Regions from separate parts of the Mus musculus genome. Here all the other regions are linked to region 1. Evidence: chromatin contacts called from public Hi-C and HiChIP or PLAC-seq data. All regions are on one chromosome and are shown on one strand. Each heading gives the region's core, a stretch centred on a gene start, on an enhancer-like site or on the middle of the called end of the contact. The rest is flanking DNA. Distances are from core to core; before and after follow the strand shown. Region 1 holds the start of Oxtr (oxytocin receptor). Region 2 overlaps Rad18 (RAD18 E3 ubiquitin protein ligase). Region 3 overlaps Rad18 (RAD18 E3 ubiquitin protein ligase).

What was found. A called contact is a pair of places that touch in the nucleus more often than the background predicts. HiChIP or PLAC-seq counts read pairs in DNA pulled down with a chosen protein or histone mark.
Region 2: a contact with region 1 is called in a Hi-C map of uterus, with 6 times the contacts expected there. The contact joins the enhancer-like site here to the promoter of Oxtr in region 1. A contact is called at or near these places in 5 of 39 promoter capture datasets (3T3-L1-derived adipocytes, the HPC-7 cell line, cranial neural crest and 2 more), 18 of 484 Hi-C or Micro-C datasets (the HL-1 cell line, the N1E-115 cell line, bone marrow-derived macrophages and 9 more), 6 of 115 datasets of contacts at active chromatin or transcription factors (astrocytes, bone marrow-derived macrophages, embryonic stem cells and 2 more) and 2 of 9 other capture datasets (liver and pancreatic islet).
Region 3: a contact with region 1 is called in an H3K4me3 HiChIP or PLAC-seq map of bone marrow-derived macrophages, with 4 times the contacts expected there. The contact joins the enhancer-like site here to the promoter of Oxtr in region 1. A contact is called at or near these places in 6 of 39 promoter capture datasets (the HPC-7 cell line, HPC-7-derived erythroid cells, cranial neural crest and 4 more), 9 of 484 Hi-C or Micro-C datasets (bone marrow-derived macrophages, cerebral cortex, cortical neurons and 4 more), 2 of 115 datasets of contacts at active chromatin or transcription factors (bone marrow-derived macrophages and stem cell-derived neural progenitor cells) and 2 of 9 other capture datasets (adipose tissue and macrophages).

Annotation. Positions count from the first base shown.
Region 1 is chr6:112,488,506-112,491,811 of GRCm38.p6, forward strand. Oxtr (oxytocin receptor) reads right to left here and starts at 1,320. Exons shown (of 2, transcript NM_001081147.2): 1 at 374-1,320. The coding sequence starts at 1,292.
Region 2 is chr6:112,620,933-112,624,690 of GRCm38.p6, forward strand. All of the region lies in intron 11 of Rad18 (RAD18 E3 ubiquitin protein ligase), which reads right to left. Among named protein-coding and RNA genes, the nearest start is that of Gm23002, 30 kb to the left of the region's middle. Within about 2 kb of position 1,624, at least 14 of the 459 cell types and tissues checked have an H3K27ac peak or open chromatin away from gene starts, as enhancers often do. A contact at or near this core is called in astrocytes and uterus, where this site is marked.
Region 3 is chr6:112,664,338-112,668,124 of GRCm38.p6, forward strand. Rad18 (RAD18 E3 ubiquitin protein ligase) reads right to left here. Exons shown (of 12, transcript NM_021385.2): 9 at 941-1,001. Among named protein-coding and RNA genes, the nearest start is that of Gm35824, 30 kb to the right of the region's middle. Within about 2 kb of position 1,319, at least 7 of the 459 cell types and tissues checked have an H3K27ac peak or open chromatin away from gene starts, as enhancers often do. A contact at or near this core is called in bone marrow-derived macrophages, where this site is marked.

The DNA.
Region 1 (3,306 bases), core at 70-2,569:
AGAGAAAGCCTGAGCCTGTGGTCAGGATGAAAACCCACTTCCATTCTGTCTCTCTGTAGGAAAGACAGTCGCCTGCCTCAGTTTCCCCCTCCTCAATAAGAATTTTCACACTGAAAGTTGCCCCAGGCCTGCACTGGAGTTCTTGCCTGCCTTCTGGCAAGAGTTTGCACTCTCGTGGGTATTTCTATGCTGTAGTCCTGGAGACACAGAGAAGTGACCTCCTCAAAGTCCAGAGACTGATGGACCTCGGGAGTGGAGTGCCACCAGAGACTGATGATGATGTGGAACCAGAAAGACCCTAGAACCCTGGGAGTCCAGAGATAGTGGAAGTAGGGCCTGGCCCTGCCACCCTCTTCCTCTCCACCCTCACTACCTTCTTTGGGCGCATTGACGTCCCAGACGCTCCACATCTGCACGAAGAAGAAAGGCGTCCAGCACACGATGAAGGCCAGAACAATGATGAAGGTCATCTTCACTGTGCGGATTTTGGCCTTGGAGATAAGCTTGACACTACTGACCCGTGCCAACGCCGCACGGCCAGCTCCACCGGCTGCGTCACTCCCCTCGGCAGCTGCCGCCGCGGCTGCCGTCTTGAGTCGCAGATTCTGCCAGATCTTGAAGCTGATGAGACCATAGCAGGCGGCCAGCACGATGACCGGTACAATGTAGACGGCGAGCGTGATCCACGTGACGTAGGCCTTGGGTCCCCAGGGCTGGATGAAGACCGCCCAGCAATCGAAGACGCCGTCCGCCACTTCGCGCAGCGAGAAAATGTGCACCTGCGGCACGCTGGCCACCAGGCAGCCGAGCCACGTCGCCAGCACCGCCAGGCGGTCGGTTCGGCGGCGCAGTGAGCGCAGCGGCTGGCAGATGGCCAGGCAGCGGTCGAGCGACATCAGCAACAGCAGGTAGGTGGAGGCGAACATGCCCACCACCTGCAAGTATTTGACCAGACGACACAGCAGGTCGGGCCCGTAGAAGCGGAAGGTGATGTCCCACAGCAGCTGCGGGAGAACCTGGAACACGGCCACCACCAGGTCGGCGATGCTCAGGTGCTTCATGAAAAAGAAGAGGCGCGAGTGCTTGTGGCGCGTCGTACGCAGCGCCAGCAGCACGCACGCGTTGCCACTCAGAGCCAGGAACAGTATGAGACACAGGACCGCCACCTCCACGCGCGCCAGGGCCTCGTTGCGTCGTGGCGGCCCGGCCGTGAGGTTACCCTCCGCCCCTGGTGGCACTCCACTCCCGAGGTCCAACTCGATACTCCAGTTGGCTGCGGGCGTGCCCTCCATGACCAACCGCGACCGCGACCGCGACCCTGAGGGAGCACCCGGCCTTGAGGCTCTTTAAAGTGTGGCACGTGGGGCGGGGCCCGGCGCTCAGTCCAGGTGTCTATGGGAGCACTCTGGCACTGACCTGCCTGTCCTCTCCCTGAAACAAACCAGGAGAACCGTGACAAGACCGTTGCGCTTCACTTAGGACCCGCGAGTGGGGCGTGTGTGTCCCCTCCCTGGGAATTTGAAGTTACCTGAGTCTCAGTGCACCAGCCCAGCCTTGGAGCTGCGCAGTGGTGGTGACTTCTCGGTGGTGACCGTAGGAATCCTAGTTTGAGGTACCTCCTTTGAGCTTCTGCAGATGCCCCTGCGCTTAGGTCCCAGGAAAGAGTCAGCCGCTCTGCCTGCAGAGAGGAAGCTTGCGATTAACCACTCTGCCCAAGAACAAGGACACACACCCCCAGCAGCCTCTCCCCACAGAGAACCCCCAAACCTACACCTCTCCTGTCAGGACACAGCACAGCCACGCCCTAAGGGATCCCCGAAGCCAGCCCCCGTAGTAAAAAGCTTTACTACGGGTACATCTTCCTGGGGTCCCCCCAAAAGCCCATCCTTCTTCACCTCCTGCTTCCAAGACTCAGCCCCAGCTCCCACAACTTCCCAACGCCGCTTGCTTCCGGAGGGACTCCCGCCTGCGAGCATAGTGCCCCCTCCTTACCTCCCACCCACCCCCACCCCCACCCCCACCCCCGCGCAACGCAAGGCTGCTATGCCAAAGACCCCAGAGGACGCCTTTCACAGAATCCCCAGCCCAGGAGCCCCGACAGTCAGGGGCTTTGCACCTTCGTCCAAGCTGTCACTTTTCAGTCTCTCTCGGTACACCCTGAGCACCTCCCGGAACCAGAGACGTGAAACGCGCCAGATCCTTCCCTCCGAACCTGAGGGTCCTACAGGTAGGTCCTAGGCATCCTGTCGCCACAGTGCGCAGGACCCAGCCACTTGAAGCGAGACTGCAGGTTAGCCCAAAGTTGCCTTGCCACCGGGGAAGTTGCACCACAGTGGATGGCCTCAGAGATGCATGGATTCTCCGCCCAGATTGGGAAAGCTGCTGGCGCCACCCTCCGTGCCACCAGGGGTAGAGATCTCGGCGTCTTTGCAAACTCCTACCTAGCCTGCGGCTTTGCTGGTGGCTGGATGCCTTAGGAAGGCAAGGGGAGAGCGCCAGCCAGGCTGTGAGCTGACCGAGTCAGCGCGCGGCGCTGTCTGAAGCTTTTCCACAACGGGAACCCTGAGCTGCGGCACCACATATGTCCGCTAGGGGGCAGAGCAAACCGGCCGCGGCGATCCCAGTGATCCGGGTCAGCTAACCCGGTAGTCGCTCAGATTTATTTCATAGTAGCTTAAAATTCCCAAACAACCCACCTAGCTCCTTCCTCTCTCGGTTTAGCTCTTGACGTTCTCAGAGATATAGGAACCTTGGAAAGTGACATTTGTTTTTCCCTGAGTAAATTGTAATAAAGACGCATTTCTTCGCCTTTTCGGTTTTTTTTTTTCCTTTACATCTTTTTAAAGAGAGCTCAGCTTAAGTTCTGTCTTTGGACTCGCTTTGCTCACATTCGCTTTAAGAAGAAATGGGAGATGTCTGCCCCTCCCACCAGCCTTGAGAGAAATCTTTATTTTAGGCTCTTTATGATGGAAATCTCTCTCTCTCTGTCTCTCTGACTCTCTCTGTCTCTCTGTCTCTCTCTCCCTCTCTCTCTCTCTCTCTCTCTCTCTCTCTCTCACACACACACACACACACACACACAAACACACACACACACACACACCCTGTATCCCCGCCCCACCCCCAGTCCGTCTGTCTGCGTATAAGGTTATTCTGCTTCTCAGTGGGCCAAAGGCCACCTCTGCCTTCTTACCATGCTTCAAAATTAAAATCCTAGCTGGCGCCAGAGCAAGATTAAATGTGAAGGGCTGCCTCTCCACCGCGTGGTCCTTTCCTATTTTGAAATCACTTTTTGAACTGATTTAC
Region 2 (3,758 bases), core at 374-2,873, 130 kb after region 1:
AGAAAACAACAGTCATACTCTGTGGGAACTCCTAGTATACTAAGCAGTTACTTTCACATTCATGACTTCGTTAAAACCCACAGTTGCCTCTCTTCTAAAGACAAACCTATAATTTGAATTATTACTATATCATTCTTATTGTGTTAAGTATGAGAACAATGAACTTATAAGGACCAAAGAAAAGAGTCTTTCCCTTGAATCAAAAACCCGTAGCTTTAAAAAGCTGCGTACATACCTGAGTCAAAAGCTGAGTGGTATAGCTATAATTCTAGTACTTGGGAGGCAGAGGAAGGAAAATGTGGTTTTGACTACATCCTGGCCTCCATTGTGAGTTCTAGGCTATCCTGGAAGAAGGTACAAATACTATATCCAGACTTGGTCTCAAAATAACAGAGCTGGGGAGATAACTAAGTCATGGAAATCTTGAGTTCCTTCCCTAGACCTCGGTGGTGGTCTGAATAAGAATGGCCCCCAGAGGCTCCCAGAATTGAATGCTTAGTCATCAGGTAGTAGCAGTACTTGAGAAGGATTAAGAGGTGTGGCCTTGTAGGAAGAAGTGTATCATTGGGTGTGTATGTGGGGTGGGGAGAGGGGTGAGCTTTGAGGTTTCAAAAGCCCCAGGCAGGCCCAGTGTTGGCCCTCTTCCTGTTGCCTGCAGGTTCAGATGTAGAACTCTCAGCTACTTCTCCAGCACCATGTCTGCCTGCATGCTGCCATGCTTCCTGCCATGATAACAGACTAAATCTCTGAAACTGTAAGCCCGCCCCAATTAAACACCTTCCTTTATATGAGTAGCCATGGTCATGGTGTCTCTTCACAGTTAACAGAAACCTTCACTAGGACAAACCTACATTAAAAAGCCAAGTACTTGTAATCCCAGGACTGGGAGGTGGATAGGTGGATAGAGCCTTGGGCTGAGGCTCACTGAAAGCAGGCCTAACTTATTTATTGAGTTCTAGGCCAGTGAGAAATCCTGTCTGTCTCTCTGACTCACACACACACACACACCAAACAAAACCCAAGTCCCCCTTTACAGATAGATGGGCCACACAAATTCCCTCACTTTGGGCAGAACATCAGATAATGACAGAGACAGAGACAGAGAGAGAGAGAGAGAGAGAGAGAGAGAGAGAGAGAGAGAGAGAGAGAGAGAGAAGAGGGAGGAAGGGAGCAAGAGGGATGCTGTGATACTGTGCACTAAGCTAAACTTCTCAGGAGTTTTTTCTTTCATCGTTTATTCTGATGTTGGGAATGGAAGGAATCCTGGGCTTTAATATATTAAGCACATATTTTTTTTTCTTTTACCATTAACTTTGTTGCTGCTATTGTTTGTTTTGTTGAGATAGAGTCTTATTATGTAGCTCTGGCTCACCTGAAAACAATGTAGGCCAGGCTGGTTTGGCTTCTTAAGTACAAGACAAACATGTGAGTCCACACGCACTTATAAATAAGCCTTACTCTTCTGCTGGGTACTCAAGAGGAAGCCTAAAACAGGCCAGAAATAGGAGTGCCTATTGAGACAGCCAGGAGGGAGGCAGAAAGCATGTCTCCCTCCCAGGATGCTTCTCTTCTGTGAAGAATAGGAATGCACTGGTCCCTGGAACTCAGACAAAAGTCTCTGAGCTTCTGATGGAAAAACAAGAGCTGATGATCTCACGGATTCTTTGGCGAAGGCAGTCAGAGCAACCACTAAAACCCAACCAGGCCAACTCCCAGATCGCCTGGCTCAACTCCCCACATTACTGGTTAGACAGAAGTAGGCTCTTTTCTAGGCACAAACATTATTTAGCTCGATCTCAGGCATCCTACACAGGATGTTCAGTCTTAGGCTAAAAATGAAGACAAAGAACAATCAAGAAAGAGACCCTACTGTCATGCACAAAGCAACTGATGCAGAGGCAGCCCAAATACTGGGCCCACCAGACCACATGACCTCAAACATAACTATGACCAGTGATATACACTGAGGGCTCTAACACAAAAGAAAAGGAACATCCAGAGAACTCCCACAGACATGGAAATGATATGAACAAATCAAATGGAAACACTGAAAAGTTCTAAAGCATCAGAGAAGAAATGCTTCTTTAAAGGACAATTACGTATAAAGTATGAAACTGATGAATGATACAGTAAATTTAAAAGATATGTCAGCAAAAAACATCAAACTGGGGGCTGAAGAGATGGCTCAGTGGTTAAGAGCGCTTGCTCCTGAACACAGAAGGGAGCTCTTAACCACCTTTAACTCCAGTTCCAGGGGATTCAATGTTCTCTTCACCCGCAACCTGCGCACACATGACACAAACACCCTCTCTTACACACATACATACATATAAGTAAAAAAAAAAAAAAAAAAAAAAATTTAAGTCCAAACTAAAACAGAAAAAAATTGCATGTGTGTGTACATGACTAGAATCCCTGAAGAAGAAATGACTATAAAATTAATTACAATACTGAGTTTTCTAAAAATCAATTAAAGACATCAAATAGACTAAAGCTAGTTAGTTAGCCCTGCCCCCATTAACAAATAACAAACAGTAAACACCTAGATACATATTCAAAGTGCTGAAAATCTTTGAAGGCAGACAGAGCTAAAGGACATTCCATAGAGGGATAAATAAGATTTCCAGTAGGCTTCGCATCACAAACCAGACAGGCCTTGAGGTGACGCAGTGGTGGCTTGAAAGTGCCAGAAGAAAAACTGTCAACCTAGAAGCCGCTCCCAGCAAAAACAGCTTTTAAAGATGAAAGCTGAGAAGAGACATCACAGACAAAAGCTAGGAGGACTGGTGGCTAATACAATTAAGAAATAACATAAGAAATATTAAGGAAGCTTCCTACATCAAACAAGCACGATCACCGGCTGCCAATCTGCAGCCATTTAACATGCGTAGGAGTAAATACACCACAAGGGGACCAGGAACAGAAAGTACGGCATGGAAACACTGCTGTTGGTTCTCATAGATCTGAAGGCATCAAGAATACGTCAAGAATTAGGAAAGCCCTAAGAGAACCAAGGGCAAACGATTAGTTGGCCCGACAGCTTCACCAACACCAGAGAGGGCGATAGGCTAGGCTTCTGCAGAAAGTGGTTTGTGTTTTAGCACAGGCAGAGAGCATCTGAGACATCTGAGCTGCTCCAAGCCTGGTTCCCACAAGGCAACACCAGAACAGGCAAGCATTGTGTTGGGAAACTTTTTAATGCCATACTTTGTCTTCTCCCGTTTCTCGGCAGGAAGTCTTCCAATGCTACTTATCACACAATGGCCTAGACACATGCTCACCAGGAGCAGTCAGCACAAACAGAAAAGCAAGACTCCTACAGACATATGTCTCCCATCAATAGCTACCCAGTTTCTGTACCAGCGTGGTCTTCTGGAAAACTGAGGTTCGTCAGTCACTTTGACCAGCTGACAGAAATTGGTGTTAGTACACTATTTGTCTCACAGAGTGTTTAACTAAAAGTCTAGGAGCAGGATGAGATGAATTTGCAACAGTAAACCCAAGTATGAGGCCAGGGTCTTAGACCCAACAAGCAGAACAATGCTATAAGCCTTCAGTGGCTACCTCAGAAAGCCACATACAATCTCCAGTGTCTCAATACCTTCCAGGGGCAAGACAGTAACACTCACCCAAGGTAAGGTCAAAGACAAAGAATTGGATGGTTCTTATTTTAGGAACAGCAGGGTATGCATACACTACCATTCACATTCTTCAAGAAAGCTCTCCCCAAGTAACAAAAGGCAGCTTTGATCTGGAGA
Region 3 (3,787 bases), core at 69-2,568, 180 kb after region 1:
CTTGTTTTGTTTTGGCTACATTACTGACCTGCCAAGTAACACTGGACCCATTCTCAATAAACGAAAATAGACAGAGAAAGAGAGAGGGGGAATGGGAGGGAGAGAGAAGAAGGTTGGAAAAACGAGAAAGAGAATTAGCCAGGACCCAGAGCAATAAGCAATTTCAGTCCTCATTAAATTTGAGGTTAGAGATGTAACTCTTCCAGGAATGCTAGCCTACTACATGCAAGACCTTAAATTCAATCCGTAACACTGCAAAAATTAAATTAAATTAAAATTAAAGAGGCAGGCAGATCTCTGTTCTAAGCCAGCCAGGTCTATGTAGCAAGTTCAGGAACAGCCAGGGCCATACAAATAGACTCTGTCTCAGTCTCAGGAAAAAAACCTAAGAAATAAAAAATGAAACCATCAACTAAGTAAAGAAATAACAACTACCCAGTTAACAAAAGCAGTAAGGTGTCAGTCACCTGGCAAAGATTCACACAGACAGCCCACTTCAGGGAGAGGGAATGATAACGCATGCGAAGATGCTAACGAGAGAAGGAAACCCATTTTTGACACAAATCTTTTAGCCATGGAAGAGCTGTCCCTGCAGGCCTGGGGCACAGAAGTGCTGTCCCTCCGTACAGAAGAGCTGTCTCTGCAGGCCGGGACACGGTGCAGTCCACATGCTTCTATGCCTGCCTGCACCATCTTCTCACATAGTGCTTTCTGAGAACTAACTCGTACTTGCCAAGTTCTTGGTGATGATGAGCTCAAAGCTGAACGTTAGTCACAGATCTTAAAAGGCAGGCACCACATAGACACCCCACTAAAACGCAGTCTCTGAAGCAGCACTAACAAGATTATCTGAACAATAAAAACCACCATTTTTTTAATTACTAAAGATGTAAAATAGCAACTTAAGTTCCTTACAATAAACACATGTTTCACAACTTACGATATTCACTGTGAACTTCCTCAATTTCCTTCTCTGTTTGGTTCTTTGTAAAAACCATGACCTACAAAAAAGAAGAATATTCAGAATTCCATCCATCCAAAATGACAAAAACAGAAATCAATGCACAAGTTTCAAAAATCTCAACTGTGTTTTTTTCAAACAGAGGAAGCCATTGCCTTTGTGTGTAACCCGCATGTTTGTCCCCTGCCTCAGACCGTATGATCAACAGTACACTCTTACTCAGCACTTCTTTCTCATCAACGGATTCTAATTAAAAAAAGGAAGGGGGCAACCTTTGACTCAAAACCAGTGGCATCCAGGAAGGAAATCCCACCGTGGTTAAATACTGTTTTCTACTTTAACAATATTACGGTGAAATCTGAGAGATTGTTTATATAAGTTAGGATATGTGCCTGAGTGTGTGTGTGGTATTACATGCATGTAGGTATGATGTGCACGCTTGTGCACATGAGAAGACCTGAGAACACCGAGTGTTCTGCTGTCCACTCTCTGCCTTATTTTCTTGAGAGAGGGTCTCTCACTAAACCTGAAGCTCAGCTGGTGAGCAGAAAGCCTCAGGAATCCTTCTGTCGTCCCCCCCACCCCCCACAGCACTGGAGTTACAGGCATGTAGATAGCCATGCGAGATTTTTCACATGAGTGCTGAGATTTGAACTCAAGTTCTCATGCTTATACACCAAGTGACCTTACCTGCTTAGCCATCTACACAGCCCTCGTTGTTTATATAACTTAACAAATGTTCATGTTATAATAAGTAGCTTGGCATAGTTATGTATTTTAAGCCAAGTTGAGACTCATTTGTGAAGAGATTTAAAGTTTTGTTTCTTCCCATAAATAGAAACATCCCAATAAAATTTGTAAAGCATATGTATCCAACTTCAAATAGTTGAGAAAAAAATAAAAATGAAAATGCCAAAAATCAAAACACAGGAGATAAAAAGGTGGCGGGAGATTGCATCAGGTAATAAATCTTTGACAGTAATGGGTAGTACCATTTTGTCTACCTTTCTGTGCAGGTAAGGCTCTTCAAGTAAAATACTAATGGGGAATTTTGGTAGAGGAAAACAGCCATCTACAAAGGATGGGGTGATGGGGGAACATGGGCAAAGTTCAATGATGTAAATGTATGAAAGCACCACAAAGAGACCCGTTGTTTATGTTTCCTAGAAACAAAAAATACAAGAAAACAAGAAGACAAATTTCTTAGGCAGTCTGATTTTTCAGGTGTCCATGTCATTTCTTCTTTCTGCTCTGAAGCTCACATGAATCTCTTTTCTAATTCTTGAAGTCCATTTTATCAGTTAAAGTATGTTTCTATATTAAGAATATTACATTAGAAACAAAATCCAAGATAGCCAAAACAATCCTGAACAATAAAAGAACTGCTGGAAGTATCACCAGTCCAGATTTCAAACTGTATTATAGAGAGCATCAGTAATTTAAAACACATGGCATTGACATAAAGAGATGTATTGATCAATAGAACAGAACCGAAGACCTTGGGACAATTCCACATACCTATAAACACCTAATTTTTTATTAAGAAACTAAAAATGCACACTGGAGGAAAGAGAGCATCTCCAACAAATAATGCTGGTCAAACTGGATAGCTGCGGGTAGAATAAAAACAGATCCACATCCATCACCCTGCACAAAACTCAATTCCAAATGTATCAAGAGCCTCATTGTAAGACAAGATATAGGGATCTTATAGATCAGAAAGTAGGGAATGAGCTTGAACTCATATGCACAGGAGAGCAATTTCTGATCTGGACATCAACAACATAGGCACTAAGACCAACAATTAACAAATGGGACTTCATTTGTTATGAAGTTAAAAGCTTTAGTATAACAAGACACCATCATTCGAGCAAAGTGGTCATCTTCAGAATATGAAATCTGATAGAGGGTTAGAATCTATAATATATAAAGAACTAAAAAAAACCTGAACATCAAGAAAACACAATTTTAAAATGGGGTACAGAATTAAACCATCTTCCAAAAATGAAACACAAATGGCTAAAAAACATTTTTAAAATCTTCAAAAACCTCAGCATTTTTAATATCTTCAATATCCTAAGCCACCAAGAAAATTAAAACTACTTTGACATTTCATCTCGCCCCAGTCAGAATGGCCAAAATCAATCAAACAAATGGTGAGAACGCAGGGAAGAAGAACACTTTTCACTGCTGGTGGGAGTGCACACAGGTAGACTCACTATGGAAATCAGTGTCAAGACGCCTCAAAAAGATGAAAACCAGTTTACAAGACTCGCTCTCTCTGTCTTGAATATATATCCAAAAGACTCAACATGCTACTACAGAGACACTTGTTCATCCATGTTTATTAGCACTCTAGTCATAATAACCATATTTCCAGACAGCCTAGATATCTACCAACCAATAAATGGAGTTTTCAGCTGTTAAGATAAGTGAAATAATGACATTTGCAGGTAAACAGATGGAGCTAGAAGCAATCATCATGAGTGAGGAAACCTAGATCCAATATTGAATGTTTTCTCTTATATGCAAATGTCAGCTTTTAAGTTTAGATATACATATTTCAATCCAAACAACAAAGGTTAGATAGCTAGCAAGAGACCAAGGAGTGGGGGTGATCTTCCAAGGGAAAGGAAACAGAATAGAGTATTACTAAAGACATAAAGAGGAAAGTAGGAGGATCAAATGGAAAGGAGAACTGGAGGGCAGAATAAAGGAGGGAATATAGAGAGACACCTAACACTAGAGGTCTTTATAAAGCCATATGGAAACCCAATAGTATAGAAGCTTCCAAATACACACACACACACACACACACACACACAC